Linked DNA regions of Danio rerio: region 2 is linked to region 1. A link is a contact called in public Hi-C data. All regions are on one chromosome and are shown on one strand. The core of a region is the stretch at or near the end of the contact, and the rest is flanking DNA. Distances in the headings are between cores, read along the strand shown.

What was found. Hi-C and Micro-C count contacts between places; a contact is called where the count stands out from the background.
Region 2: a Hi-C map of an unstated tissue shows a contact between it and region 1, with 2.6 times the contacts expected there. The contact joins the promoter of si:ch73-204p21.2 here to the promoter of rragd in region 1. A contact is called at or near these places in 2 of 18 Hi-C or Micro-C datasets (caudal fin and an unstated tissue).

What each region holds. Positions count from the first base shown.
Region 1 is chr17:17,040,185-17,047,485 of GRCz12tu, reverse strand. rragd (ras-related GTP binding D) reads right to left here and starts at 1,276. Exons shown (of 7, transcript NM_001099424.2): 1 at 918-1,276. The coding sequence starts at 1,047.
Region 2 is chr17:17,300,458-17,307,758 of GRCz12tu, reverse strand. si:ch73-204p21.2 reads right to left here and starts at 2,916. Exons shown (of 9, transcript XM_073928366.1): 1 at 2,810-2,916. clmna (calmin a) reads right to left here. Exons shown (of 14, transcript XR_012393297.1): 14 at 5,222-7,153. It overlaps map7a (microtubule-associated protein 7a), which reads left to right. Exons shown (of 14, transcript XM_694976.8): 14 at 1-390.

The DNA.
Region 1 (7,301 bases), core at 27-2,526:
TAATTGGGACCCTGCATGATATGAATGTGTAGTGTGCATGTTAAACTGCTAAACAATTAATGAAAAAAAAATTGTCATTGCAGTGGATAATCAACGTTTGCATCTAAAGTAAATGTACAAACAATGGACTAAGTTGTAAGTAAAAATCTGTAAGTGAAATCTAAATGCTTTCCAATAAGGGGGAAAGAAAAACTGAAGGTCAGAGAGTCATGCTGATCAAAATGCATACATAAAATTACACAATAGAGTCTTTAAATAAAATCATGAGAGCGAAAATATGCACTCATTTCTAAGTCTCTTGTAATAGGCCTATGTTGCTACTTTCAAGTAACTTAAGTTACCTTTCTTCATGGTCATGGTGACTAATGTAAAGTCCCCATAAGGGAGTTTTGCTAGTAACAAGACCAGTATTATAAAATCCATTATAAACACTTGGCTGACCACAGCTTTCAGTACCTCCATTACATTTATCAGTGGTAGTCTATTTGGAAAACATAATAAACAATATAAAAATTTTACTAAACCCATTTATTTATAGCAAGAGTGATTAATATCAGGTTACCGCTTATTAATAAATCGATCCTCCAAAATGTTTACCAAACAAAGTTTCCCAACACCTTGAGCCTATAGGTTAGGCCTATTTGTTTTACACCTTATTGACGATATCAAAACCAAATAAAGTGGGTGTCAAAAAGTGTATGCATACAGAAAGTTTATATTTTAGTTTACGTATAGATTAATTTATGACACTTTAAGTAATGTTAAATAAGGCTACCAGCATTGCTGTACAATTAACTGTGTTTTAATAGGGGAATGGGATTTATTGTGTGACATGGGCTATAATTAGCTATATTTTGCGCCCTATTACAAACATATCCATAAATTGTAATTTATGACTGGTAAATTAAAGCTCCAACCTCCTCCATCGCAGCTGCAGTCTCCGTCCCCGTCAGTGAACGCATCGAAGTCGTCATCGTCGTCGTAATAATCGAAAGACAGCGCTTCGTTTTCTCCGTCTACTTCATTGTTTTTCCGTGCGCTTGTCATTCTCCGAGTTTGAGAAATTTAATCTGAGGAGGCAGCCAAACTTTTCCACATTGTCATCCGATACGGTCAAGCCATGGTGAACTTTCACCTCCTCCCCCTCTTTCGCTCACAGCGGGTGCCTGTGCGCGGTATCACGGCTGACCGCGGCTGTTCATCAGCGGCCCCGCTGGAAGAAAAGCCGCGGCGCGGGACAAACTTTCTGACAGGAGACCGGCTGATATGGGACGCCTCCCTTCCCCAAACAAACAGGCTGTGCATGGACTCCTAGCACTCTGTGGATCTCGGGAGATGTAGTCTTTTACGGGATAAATTTAGAAAATTAATTTAGTAACCTTACTATTACCCTTTTTTGTGTGCATAATCTATTACATGTATGTAGTCGGCTGTTAATTTTAAATATCCTTATTTTATTAGGCTACAAAATATATATTTATTTTTAAAATTGAAAGGCCATCTCTTATTAACAAAATATTATTAATATCTAATACAATTTTGCTATTCTTATGGTATGCATATTAATCAAACAGACCTAAATGTTTTTCTTATTTAACTTATTAATATCATTAATATACTTGTTAATATATAAAATAATTTTGTTTCATACTTCTGGCACTAATTTTTATTAGCCTATAATTAAGTATTTGTATTAGTTTGTTTAATTAATGATAGACATTTACTTAGAAACGGACAAAAATTAAATAATCGAATTTTATTAATAAATAAATAATTATAATTGATGTTGTTTTATTATTATCATAAATATGAAGATATAGCTTTAACATTTAATTAAATCTGCTTATTAACATTAATAATTTTATTTAGACTTCTTTAAAAACTTTAATTAACAAAATATTAACATTAGACATGCTTCATATTATTCTTATCATCTATTTATAAGTTTAATGCCGTTCGACTAGTTGGATCCGCTGGATGGCGCTGTAAATGCTTTGATGTGGCACTGAATTATATTAATGGAGCAGATTAATGCACGTCTATGAGTCTCATTCCTTTGTTTGCAGCTGAAAAATTATCATTTGAATTCTCTAGTTTATCTCTCTCTCTCTTCAAGAATAAGTAAGTCAAGTTTATGTCTTGTACATACTCTGTGCAGATGATTTCAGGCATAGAAGGGAATTTTCAATGCATATTCCCTAACATGGGATTAAAGACAATACATCAGAAAACTGCACACTCTTGATTCCTCAGATTTATAACCAGCAATATAAACTTCAAAAGATGAATTGAGTCTCTTTTTGCAGCTATAAAAAATGCTTAAAACTGTAGTTAAAAAAATGTTATACAATAATCAAATATAACCCCTATTAACCCCTATGTACTGTTGGGAATGTTTTCATCCACTCTGGGGTGATTTTTTAGTCTTAATTTGGCCATAACTGGTGTTTCAGCTAGCAGAATGATTTTGGTGACATGTTATTTAGAAACAAATGTTAGGAAAATAAAAAAAACTCAACGATACACTCTGGACAAATTTACTACCCTGTTGTTATGCTTGGGAAGAAAACATCCACTGAATTAAACTGCTGTAAACATGCATCAGATTAAATTGTTATTATTATTATTATTATTATTAATATTATTATTATTATTATTATTATTATTATTATTATTATTATTATTATTTCCATAAATCTGTTAATCAACTTCAGTCCTGATCAAATTGATTAAATTGCTTAGAATATTACAGGATTTTAACTCTTTAATTGCCAAATTCATAAATACAGTTGCTGATTTGTTGAAAAAAAAACACACAAAATGCCATGTATTTAATATAACAAATTATTGTGGACTTGATTTTTTTAACCTTTTATCAAAGTCCTAGACATGTGAAACAACATTGCCTTTAATGCATTGTTTTTGATAGATTTTTTCTCTCCTTACTTTACTGTTAGCTGTTATTTGCCACATTGACTTCCATTATAACCACATTTTTTTTTACAAAACCATGACACCATATAATCATGCATTTTTGATTGTTGGTAGTTTTCCCTGTCGGGAAGGGGCACAATTTGTTAGTTTTACTGTTGATCGTCTGTTGGCACCATTAACCCTTTAGATAGGCCTGTGCAAAAAAAAAAAAAAAAAAAAAAAAAGCTGAAAAAAAGCTGTGTCTGGATTTTATATGGAGTATAACAGCAAATTAAAGTGTGTGTGCGTGTGTGTGTCTGAGTGTGTGAAATTGACATTTATGCACTTAACTTAATGTGTCTGAGAAAATCAAAAGATGTATCCCAGCTCTCAGAACTACATGGAGTAAACAAAAACAAAGACTGTGAATTATGAACCATCAAATATGGTTTTAATGGAAGTTAATGGTGCAAAAACAGCCACCAACAGTAAATTAGAGAAAAAATGAAAATCTAACAATGCATCAAAGCCAATGCTTACTAAACATTCAAATGCAAGACTGATAAAAGGGAAAAAATATCCAGTCCACAATTACTTTTTATGTTGAAAATACGTCATTTTGTGTGTTTTTCATCAATTCAGTGACATCACTTGTGAATTTAGCAATTAAAGAGTTAAAATCCTGTAATTTTCTAAGCAATATAGTAGTTTGAATAAATGCAAAAAATTATGATTTTAAAACAGTATAATTCAGTAGATGCAAATTTGAAGAGTGCACAAAAGTTAATAATAATAATAATAAATAAAACTGCGAGCTAGAATAACAGGTATTTTTGTGCAATGTTCAAGAAACTGATGTAGATGCGGAAATATTCTGTACAGTGAATCCAGACTATTGTGTTCCCTGAGGATTTGACCTACTGCAGTTCCACTGATTCTGTACCCACAAAGCCAACATACCGCCAGCTGATGCTAGTAATTTCCTCTGGGACAGTTGACAGGCAGATGAGAGTGGTGTAGGTGGTGCAGTACAGATGTTTAGTGCTGTATGTATATGAACTCTGCCCTTTTTCCAGTCCAAACCACAGAATCTCTGAAAAAGTTATGCCTTTTATTATTATTATCATCCAGTCATCTTTGTTTACCTTTAGTATAGTTGATATTTTAATATTACATTCAAACAATCTGTTATTACAGTTCATATATTCAAAAGCATAATCACTGTTTTCAAGCAACTTAAATTTGAATGAAACATAATATCTAATCACTATACAGCACACTTATTAATAAATTCATCATAAATGTTTAATCACACTTTTCACCCAAACACATTAGTTATTGAAAAACTCAAACATATTTTTGGAATCTTAAACAGTGTAAGAAAATTGTAAAATAATGTATCAGTTTATTCGAAAGTTTTTTCTCTCTTTTTTTCAGACTGGTTTTTACATTTAAAAATATACAGTAATATGTGACCCTGGACCACAAAACTAATAATGCAGTAAGTGTCAATTCATTTTAAATTTAGATTTCTAAATAAGCTTTTTATTCACGTAATTGCTGAGAGCCTCAGCCATCAGCACCAGCAAGTATCACCATGCTCTAAAAAGGCAGTCCACTTCTTTAAAGGGTCACGAAACAGCAAAACACATTTTTGAGATGTTGACAGTCATATATGTGTCCCACATTGCTAAAAACACTATAAGGACTATTTCACAAAAAAATAGAAAATTGTTTTTTGCGTTGTTTTAAGCTAATTTATTCCTCTGGTTTGAAAAGAAATTTTGAAGCTGCGTCACGGCGATGAAATCCTTGGGTAAATTCCAGCGTGGAGATTGGCTCTCTGTACCGGACAGTACACAGTGACGTCTTTGAGCTTTCAGCATTAATTCATGAGGAAGACTTGGTTTGAGCCAATTAGCGCACTATTGTGAACCACATGCAACTTCATTAATATACATGATATAGCAACTTTTAAAAAGTTTTAAAAAGTGACTTTTATTATAATTATTGAAATGTCAATAATTGTCACTGTTATACTGTAGAGTTTTATTACAGTTAGAGTTTTATACTTTTAGAGTTTTTAGAGTGGATAGAACAGAGACATACATGTAAATTGCAATTATAAATATACGGAAAACACTTAAAATATGGAAACTGTAAATTACAGATATTTTTACAGTGTACTTGAACATCTGGTATCTGAGGCTTCAAAATATCAAATTATTGAGAAAATCACCTTTAAAGTTTCCAAACAAATTCATTATTAAAAAATAAGCTTCAATATATTTACAATTAGAATTTACAAAATATCTTCATGGAACATGACCTTAGCTTATTCTAATGATTTTTGCAATGAAATAAAATGAGATTTTTTAACCTATGAGTACAATGCATATACACTCACCGCCCACTTTATTAGGTCTAATACCGGGTTGGACCCCCTTTTTGCCTTCAGAATTGCCTTAACCCTTTGTGGCATAGATTCAACAAGGTACTGGAAATAGATCAGAGATCCTCAGAGATTTCAGTCCATATTGACATGATAGCATCAAGCAGCTGCACATCCATGATGCAAATCTCTCGTTACTCAACATCCCAAAGGTGCTCTATTGGATTGAGATCTGGTGACTGTTGGGGCCATTTGAGTACAGTGAACTCATTGTCATGTCTAAAAAAAAAACAGTCTAAGATGATTCGTGCTTTATGACATGGCGCTTTACCTTGCTGGAAATAGCCATCAGAAGATCAGCAATAATACTCAGGAAGGCTGTGGCATTGACGTGATGCTCAAATGGTACCAATGGGCCCAAAGTGTGCCAAGAAAATATCCCCCACACCATTACACCACCACCTCAAGCATCAACAAGGCATTTGTGCTCACAGAACTGCCTCTCACTGAATATTTTCTCTTTGTCTCACCATTCTCTGTAAACCCTAGAGATGATTGTGAGTGAAAATCCCAGTAGATCAGCAGTTTCTAAAACACTCAGACCAGCCCATCTAGCAAAAACAACCATGCCACATTCAAAGTTACTTAAATCACCTTTCTTCCCCATTCTAATGCTCGGTTTGAAGAGCAGCAGATCGTCTTGACCATGTCTACATGCCTAAATGCATTGAGTTGCCACCACGTGATTGGCTGATTAGACATTTGTGTTAACAAGCAGTTGGACAGGTGTAACTAATAAAGTGGCCGGTGAGTGTAAGATTCTAAATATACTGTATGTATCCTACACTATATTGCACTGATTGGTCATTTAGTAAAAGCAAATACACATTTACCACAGACTACATGCTGCTGTTGACAGCCAAGTAAAGCATAATTTCAAGAAATCTGAATATGCTACATTTTGTTTTACTCTTACTTGAGTATAGCACAGTTTAATCTTTAGGGTCAGTCGATCATTTTATAAAAGATCAGCTTAGAAATGATCCATTCACGAGGCTCGTGCTATAAGCACTGCAGTAACAGCTTGACATCTGTCCTCATTTCAATCTCCATGTAAAATAGGGTGTAATATACCGGTACATATACTGTGTAAAAATAATATGCTGATAAAAAAGACTTAAACTGAATCAAAATAATGATAATATTATAGTTAAACAAGACTAAATAATAATGATTAAAAATCGAGAATTATTTATTATTATTATTAGGTCAGGGAAGTGTTTGGAGGGCATTTTCCGGTTGAGCAATGATTGAATCATCTTGTTAATTATTTTCATGCCAACACCGTTCCTCCCATTTGCCCTGCAAACGCTTTTCATTTTTGTGTTATCTTAATATGCATAATTTCCCTGTGGATGAAGTAATGTAATATTCATGAACCCACATGATGAATATGGCCTTGAAAACAACAGAAACGGCACAAGCAAAACACACAAAAATGAGAACTGCTGTATTGCATGCAACGTGGTAACCCACTTTAAACTCCCAGATGTTTGTATTACATACTTTGTGATGACTTCAAAGCACAAATGTTGTGTTGAGAGATGATTGCTTTATTCTCAGATCTGTGAGATGTTCGGAGACAATGACATCTCTGTCTGCTTGACATTCAAACCTATCTGTTTGCTATACAACATTTGTATGTCTGATCTTTTTACCCCAAGGTCATGTGTACTTCAACATGAGATCCTTCCTCAAATGCCTGCTTTATTTAACTTGAAGTGATTTTATTTGAAATATACTGATGTGTGTTTAATGTGCTTTTTAACTTAAAACCCTTAAAAGGGCTTTTGAAGATGGGTCATTCTAAATCCTGGGTCCATGAAACCCCAGGTTATAGCGTTTAACATTTTAATCTGCTTATATACAGTATAATACATACATATGAACACAATAAATTAGGGTACCTACATAAAATATTTCTGCATTTATTTGG
Region 2 (7,301 bases), core at 1,667-4,166, 260 kb before region 1:
TAAGAGTTTATAATCAGACATCAGTGCTAGAAAGCAATCATCAGTAATTAATGTAATGAAGTCACTTTCTGTCTGTTCTCATTGCTGACCACTGCTTTTGCACCACAGTACTGAACGAGCTCATGAATTTACAGTTTCTGTTGCTGGTTTTGCACTGCTGCTACTTTAGCTGTTCCAAATAAAATGTTCCCCCACCCCTGTTTTCATAACCGAAATGTAATATTATTACATACTCGTCTGCCTTATAAGCATTGATCTATAGTGTGCCGGTAGGTAACTGCTTATCTTGTGCAATCATAGAGGCTTATGCAATATTATAAGGGGTAAAGATGTAAACAGTTTAATTCAGTTTTTTTATTGGTGTAATTAATAAAAGCTTAGAAAAACAAACTGGTTTGTGTGTTTTTTCATAACAGTCAACAAAAGCAATAATAAGAAGTAATACTTGTTGAAATTGCAGTTGACCTTTTTGAAAATTTACTATGGGTTCACTACAAAAATAATGATTTCTGTAGTTTTATGCGAACTACAATTTAACCATGGATTTGCTATTTTAGCGAAGCTGTAGTTTTACAAAAAAGATTTACTTTATAACATGACTTTACTACAATAAACCATGGTAAATTTAACTTGCGTGAAAAAACTATGTGGTGTGGTGCTGGCAGCCTAGAATTAGTCATTAAATAAATATTATATTTTAATATTGCATTATTTTTATAAGGGTGGTCAAATGTATTTTCATATGATTTTCATTTCTTTATTTTTGTTGTAGAATTATTAAGACACAGCAGTGTGATATATTTTCTGCTGGCTCCCCTCACATGTTGTTTTGACATCCTTAAAGGGTTAATTAAGGGAGAACCCTGGATGCATCCTCATACACTCGCTTATAAATATAAACCAACCCTTGCCTAAACACCCACATCAAAATGCTAAGATTTGATGTTTTTGGTCAGAATATATGGAGTCTATTTGCAAAAACAAATAACTACTGTTGGTATTTTATTCATTTATTTTTGAGTAGGTATATTGCAAAAATTTTTTAAAATAATGACCGTTTCTTAAGTCATAAAATATTTAATCTAAATATTTCTAATCTATGCAATGCACATAAATGCAAATTTAAATTAAACTAGGAACCTTTTAAAGCAAAAAAAAAAAAAAAAAACTTTTTTTTACTTTTTTACTTTAGTAACTTTAGGACTTTAATTGATGCAACAATATATATGATCACAGAGTCTCGTGCAATATGCAAGGTAAATATTATGCCACATTCAGAATGTTTTGTATAATAGTTAACTAATTAAACCAAACTATCACACCAAGGTAACCAAATTTTTGTTATCTTGCCTGGGGCCCCACCATTCTATGATTTAATTTTCGGTTCATTTATGATTAGAAGTAGGCATGGGACAATAACTATTTTCAAGGTATGCCACGGTTTGGAAATTTCAAGGTTTTAAAACTGCCAAAAAATTCTGCTATACCGTTCCTAAGGTGTGTACATTTTTTTTTTTTTACTTTTTTCTTTTGTATTTTTTAGGACAACAGTATCTCCAGCAGAAAAGATTTGCAAAGATGCCCTTTTATATTGCAATGAACTCTGTGTTTTTGAAAATAATGAAGACAGCAGAAGTCAATAATTCATTTGAATTATTAGATTGAGGTTTACTGTTACGAAATATTTTAAATGTTTCTTAATATAAAATATATTGTGTTCATTGGGGGGAAAAGTTTTAGATTTTTACCCAGATATTTCAGAAGAATAAATCTTAGAGCAGTAATCACAACGTCAAACTATATTTTTATTCAAGATTATCGTACCTTCAGAATCTTATACCGGCCCATGCCTAATTAGAAGTAGTGATTATTGTGAATATAAATCAAACCTGACAAAACAAGATATGTCATTCTTTCACCATTAGCCAACACAAAAATAAGTTAAAATACTGAAGTATAGAAAGTTAAGTATAGAAAATATTGATTAAAAATCCCTAATTAGTACAATAAAAACAGTATGAGGTGAAATTCCATTAAAACACAAGTTCTAATGAGATTTTGAAAACCAAACCAGATTCCATAGGAAAAAAAGTGGAAATTCAAATGAATTAAGTAATAATGTCCAAAAGGATTTAAATCATATAGGACAAAGTGAAATGTTCAATAAAACTTTTACAAATCCTACAAGATTAACTGAAATTCCAACAGGATTTTTTTGACAAGGGTTTTAAATAAATTTTAAACAATCCAATTTTTTGGTTATGCATATTAACAGTTTTACTACAATTAAATGAAATTAATATAAATGTCATTTACAAGACAAGTACTCATAAACTGAGGAAAACTCAGTTTAAAACTAACCATTTGTCATGCTGGGTTAGTTTTGTGTTAGATAACAGTTAACCCAACACATCCAATCATTCAGAAACACGATATTCGTTCTTCTAACTTACTGCTTAAAAAAGCTCTAAATTGGACAACAAATGATGGCCTATTCCTGGAAAGTGTCACACGCAACCAGTGAACCTCGGGGGATTGAAATTCGCAGCACTTACCAGATTTTGTTGGATTAAAGGGAGTTTAAACAACATTTGGTGGGATCATCCGAGCAAAACCGCATCAGATGACACGATGGTATCGCAGTTTGAAGACAACAGAGCGAAAGCTAAATTTGGGCTGACGTTAATTAGTTCACCTGTCCAGATTCTGTTTGACGGTCAGTAAATCCACTACGTTAACCGAGACATGAAAATGTCACAATCTCACCGTACAATGGTTTAAACAAAACAAAGTACGTAAATTATAATACCCTTTGCTCAGCCAGGAGTGTTTTATGTTTATTAACAGCTATATTTACTCTGAGGTGTGTCAACAGCCCCAAATAGTCTTAACTCGACGATATATTATAAACACACTGACCAGCAAGTGGCGCTACAGGCAAATACGTGAAGATTTTCGGTTTGTCTGGTGAATGGAGCAAAAGCAAAAGTGGTTTTTAAATATTTTATGGCAAATACATTATTTATATAAAACTGGCCATTCCTAATGATGCTTAAATATTTATAATTTCACAAGATTTAGTAAAACAACAGGTAACCTCATGACATGTAATCCATTTTAAGAGCTAGTCTACGGTTTTGATTTGTTTCATTATTGACCAGAATAACAAACGTTTCATTTTTTGTCACTGAAAATTAATGTTATTCCACAAAATATTGATTTTAACTATTTAAGTTAAAACATGGGCAGTCTCACAGCAAGGTCGCTGCTTTGAGACTCGGCGGGTCAGTTGGCATTTCTGTGTGGAGTTTGCATGTTTTCCCCGTGTTCGCGTGGGTTTCCTCCTGCTCCTGTTTCCCACACAGTCCAAAAACATGGTATAGGGGAATTGGCTAAGCTAAATTGTCCGCAGTGTATATTTGTGAATTATTGTGTATGTTTCCTATATTGATGAGTTGCAGCTGGAAGGGCACCCCCTGTGTAAAACATATGCTGGATATTAAAACATTGGTATTAAATTGTCTAAAATATACTTTTAATAATGCAAAACATGCTCTAAATTAGTGATTTCCATAGTTGGGGTCGGGGCCCCATGGGGCGTTGCAGGACAATGTGAAGGGGTCGCCAAGTGATTAAAAAAAATCAAATAAACTATTAGAATTACCACATTTTTTACATAACCTACACAAGATTAAAATAGTATTTACTAGTTACATAAAAAACACTATGCAATAAAAAGCTATCAGCCTTTCAATATTAATAATATTATTTGTAACATTGAATATATATTCTGCTGAAAAATCCAGCGTAAACCAGCCTAGGCTGGTTTGCTGGTTTTAGCTGGTCAACTAGGCTGGTTTTAGAGGGGTTTTGGCCACTTCCAGGCTAGTTTCCAGCCATTTCCAGCCTGGTCTTAGCTGGTCAGCTATGACCAGCTAAATACAGCTAAAACCAGCTTGAGCAGCCTAGCCAAAACCAGCTATGTCCAGCTTAAAACAGGTTGGTCAAGCTGGTTTTAGCTGGATTTGGCTGGTCATTTTCCAGCCTGAGCAGCTAAGACCAGGCTGGAAATGGCTTGAAACCAGCCGGGAAGTGGCCAAAACCCCTCTAACACCAGCCTGGTCGACCAGCTAAAACCAGCCAACCAGCCTAGGCTGGTTTAAGCTTGATTTTTTTTAGCAGGTAGCGTCAGTTGCAGCAACTTTGACACCTTTACGGAACTAACGTACTTTAAAAATAAAAGTTTTTTTTTAAAAGATTTAAAAAATCATACACAACTGAAGATAGAGGATGATCTTCATGTGACTGTCTCCAAAATTAAACCTTGCAGTAAACATTGTGCCCACCAGTCTCATTAGATTAGGTTAATATTAAATTAAACCAATGAATAATAAACAAAAAAGTAAAAATATGATTTTTAGATTTTTGCACTTTTTTTTAGCATATTGTGTTGTAAATATGCTTGTGTTTATATAGGCCTAATTGTGTGTGTGCACCATTGTGTGCAAAACTTGTTCAGTTGAAGTCCGAATTATTAGCCCACATTTTTTATTTTTGCCATGATGACTGTAAATAATATTTAACTAATTTGTTTCAAGACACTTCTATACAGCTTTATGTGACATTTAAAGGCTTAACTAGGTTAATTAAGTTAACTAGGCAGGATAGGGTAATTAGGCAAGTTATTGTATGAGGATGGTTTGTTTTGTGGACTATCGAAACAAATTTGCTTAAAGGGGCTTATAATTTTGACCCTAAAATGGTTTTAAAAATTAAAAACTGCTTCTATTCTAGCTGAAATAAAACAATTACTCCAGAAGAACTTTCTCCAGAAAAAAAAAATATTATCAGACATACTGTGAAAATGTCCTTGCTCTGTTAAAACATAATTTGGGAAATATTTAAAAAAAGAAAAAAAAAAATTAAAGGGGGTCTAATAACTTCAACTGTATGTTTAAAACCACCTCAGAGGATAGTGGGCGTCGCTGGTCACTGAAATTGTATTTTAGGTGTCACAGGCTCAAAAGTTTGAGAACCCCTGCTCTAAATGACAAGTCTTATTTTGAGAACCCCTGCTCTAAATGACAAGTCTTATTTTGAATTTGGGAAAAAAGAAAACCTTTGTCAAATGCCACATCATCATTTTCAAGTAATAATGATCATTTCTTTATTGCTGCTGATTAAAATAATGATCAAGATGCTATAAATCACACAACAGGCATAAAAGGATATATCATTTATTGCACTCTAGTGCATTTTAACACGAAAATGAACAATTTTCATTACAAAAGCAGGACATAGTTTCACTTGGTGACTTTTAAAAATCTTGTTAAAGACAAGTTATTCCTCATACACATTCTCATGCAGTAAGTTTGGCTTGTTTGCAGTTTTGGACGTATTTTGTAGGCTTATAAATTGCTCAGGATGCATTAACAATCTGCTTTTGTCCAGAGTTTACTTTAATTAATGATCATGCGACTGGCATTGTGTTGTTTTGTTGAGGTGTACATTTCAGCTTAAAATTTAGAAAAGTATAAGAAGGAGAAAAAAAAAAACTTTTTACAACACATTACAAGCCCTACAGGCTCAGTCCTTCAGTTTAGGGATTCATATCAGTCCCGAGACCCATACATCCACCATTAACAACTTCAGTGTCCAAAATATTACAAATTCAGTCAATATAATGTATTTATAAATGTGTAAAATGACCAATAAACATGTTGAAGTCTTTAATGTGCTTTTTTTGCATTTTGTAAAATGCATAAAATACATACTGTGAGTGCAGGATTTATTATTAAAATAATAATTCATAATTTGTTGACTATGTTGGGTATAGATTACATCTCAAACTAAATCTTTGGCAGTTCTTGTTTTATAAAAGTGCTGTTGACACCATCAAAAGTGTCCCTTATCTTAGAAAGCCCTATAATGGATTTTCTTTTACATATATATACCATAATACCCTGGCAAAATGTTAGTGGAACATAATCTAAGCATGTATTTGTGCTAAAACACCTTCATTTTTACAATATAATGCACAAAATAAAGGAGCCTATCTAATGTGGTCACTTTTAAAAAGATACATTCAAAAACTCGTAGCCTAACAGCTGTAAAGCATACCGGAAAAGCACTCATTTTATACAAATTCTTCAATTAACATATTAACAACAACATAAAAGGCCAAAAAGCATGTTCTTCAAAAGCATCATAAATAATCAGTTGTGTAGTTGTGCTGCATGTGCATCTAAAGCATAAGAATATTACCCAGAATAAATGTTATCTGACTGCAAAAACCCTCCAACCAAATGGAAAAAAAACACTTTCATTGTGTGCAGATGTGAACTGAAATACAAAAGGCAACAAAGCTGATTAACATGGACAATTTTCCCTAAAAGTTTACATTGAGTCCTGGTATTGAAAGCATGTTTCCATCATTAGAAAAAGAAAAAACGAATATATATATTGCAAATTTGCTTTCATCTCACAATTCTGACTTCCTGGCAGTTCATTTCACAGTGGCAACTCCTGGTAAAAGCAGGGACTAAGCCGAAGAAATGTAAGTGAACTATGACTTCCTTATTTGCAAGTGAGGAAAAAAATGAGGTAAAGTTGGTTTTATATTCGCACATTCGTTCATTTTAACTGTCCCCATATTGTTTACCATGCTAATTTTAATAATCAGTCTGAAACTATATATACTTTAAGGCTGCATCTGAAATCGCATACTTCAATACTATATAGTACTCTAAAACAGTTGCTGCATTCAAATTTACACATGTATACTATGCCCTAAAAGTATGTCCTTTTTTGTAAAGGAAAATTATATACTTTTGAGTGTGTGACAGAAGATTATGCAAGCTTTGGGACATACTACTTCCTTAATAACAGATCATTATGATGCGTATCTATGCCTCGGCAATCATCCCGACACATCATCCTCATTACCTACCTAGATATTGATTAACAGTCCTTTAAACAACTTTACCAAAGCTTCTCTACTTGACGCTTAATCTTGTGCATCCGCCATGTTTGTAGTTTGTTTACATTTTTTTTTCTTACCCGAGTTTGTAGTTCAAATCAAATTCACGTCCGACGTGCAATGTATTGTGGGCAATATTAGTGGTTAGAGCATAGGTCTTAGATTTCTGGAGGGCTGCAGCTCTGCACAGTTTTGCTCCAACCTTGATCAAAAGCAGCTGATCCAACTAATCAACAACATGTTTAAGACTACTAGACACTACAAAATCAGCTGTGTTTGATTAGGGTTGGAGCAAATCTATGCAGAGCTGCAGCCCTCCTGG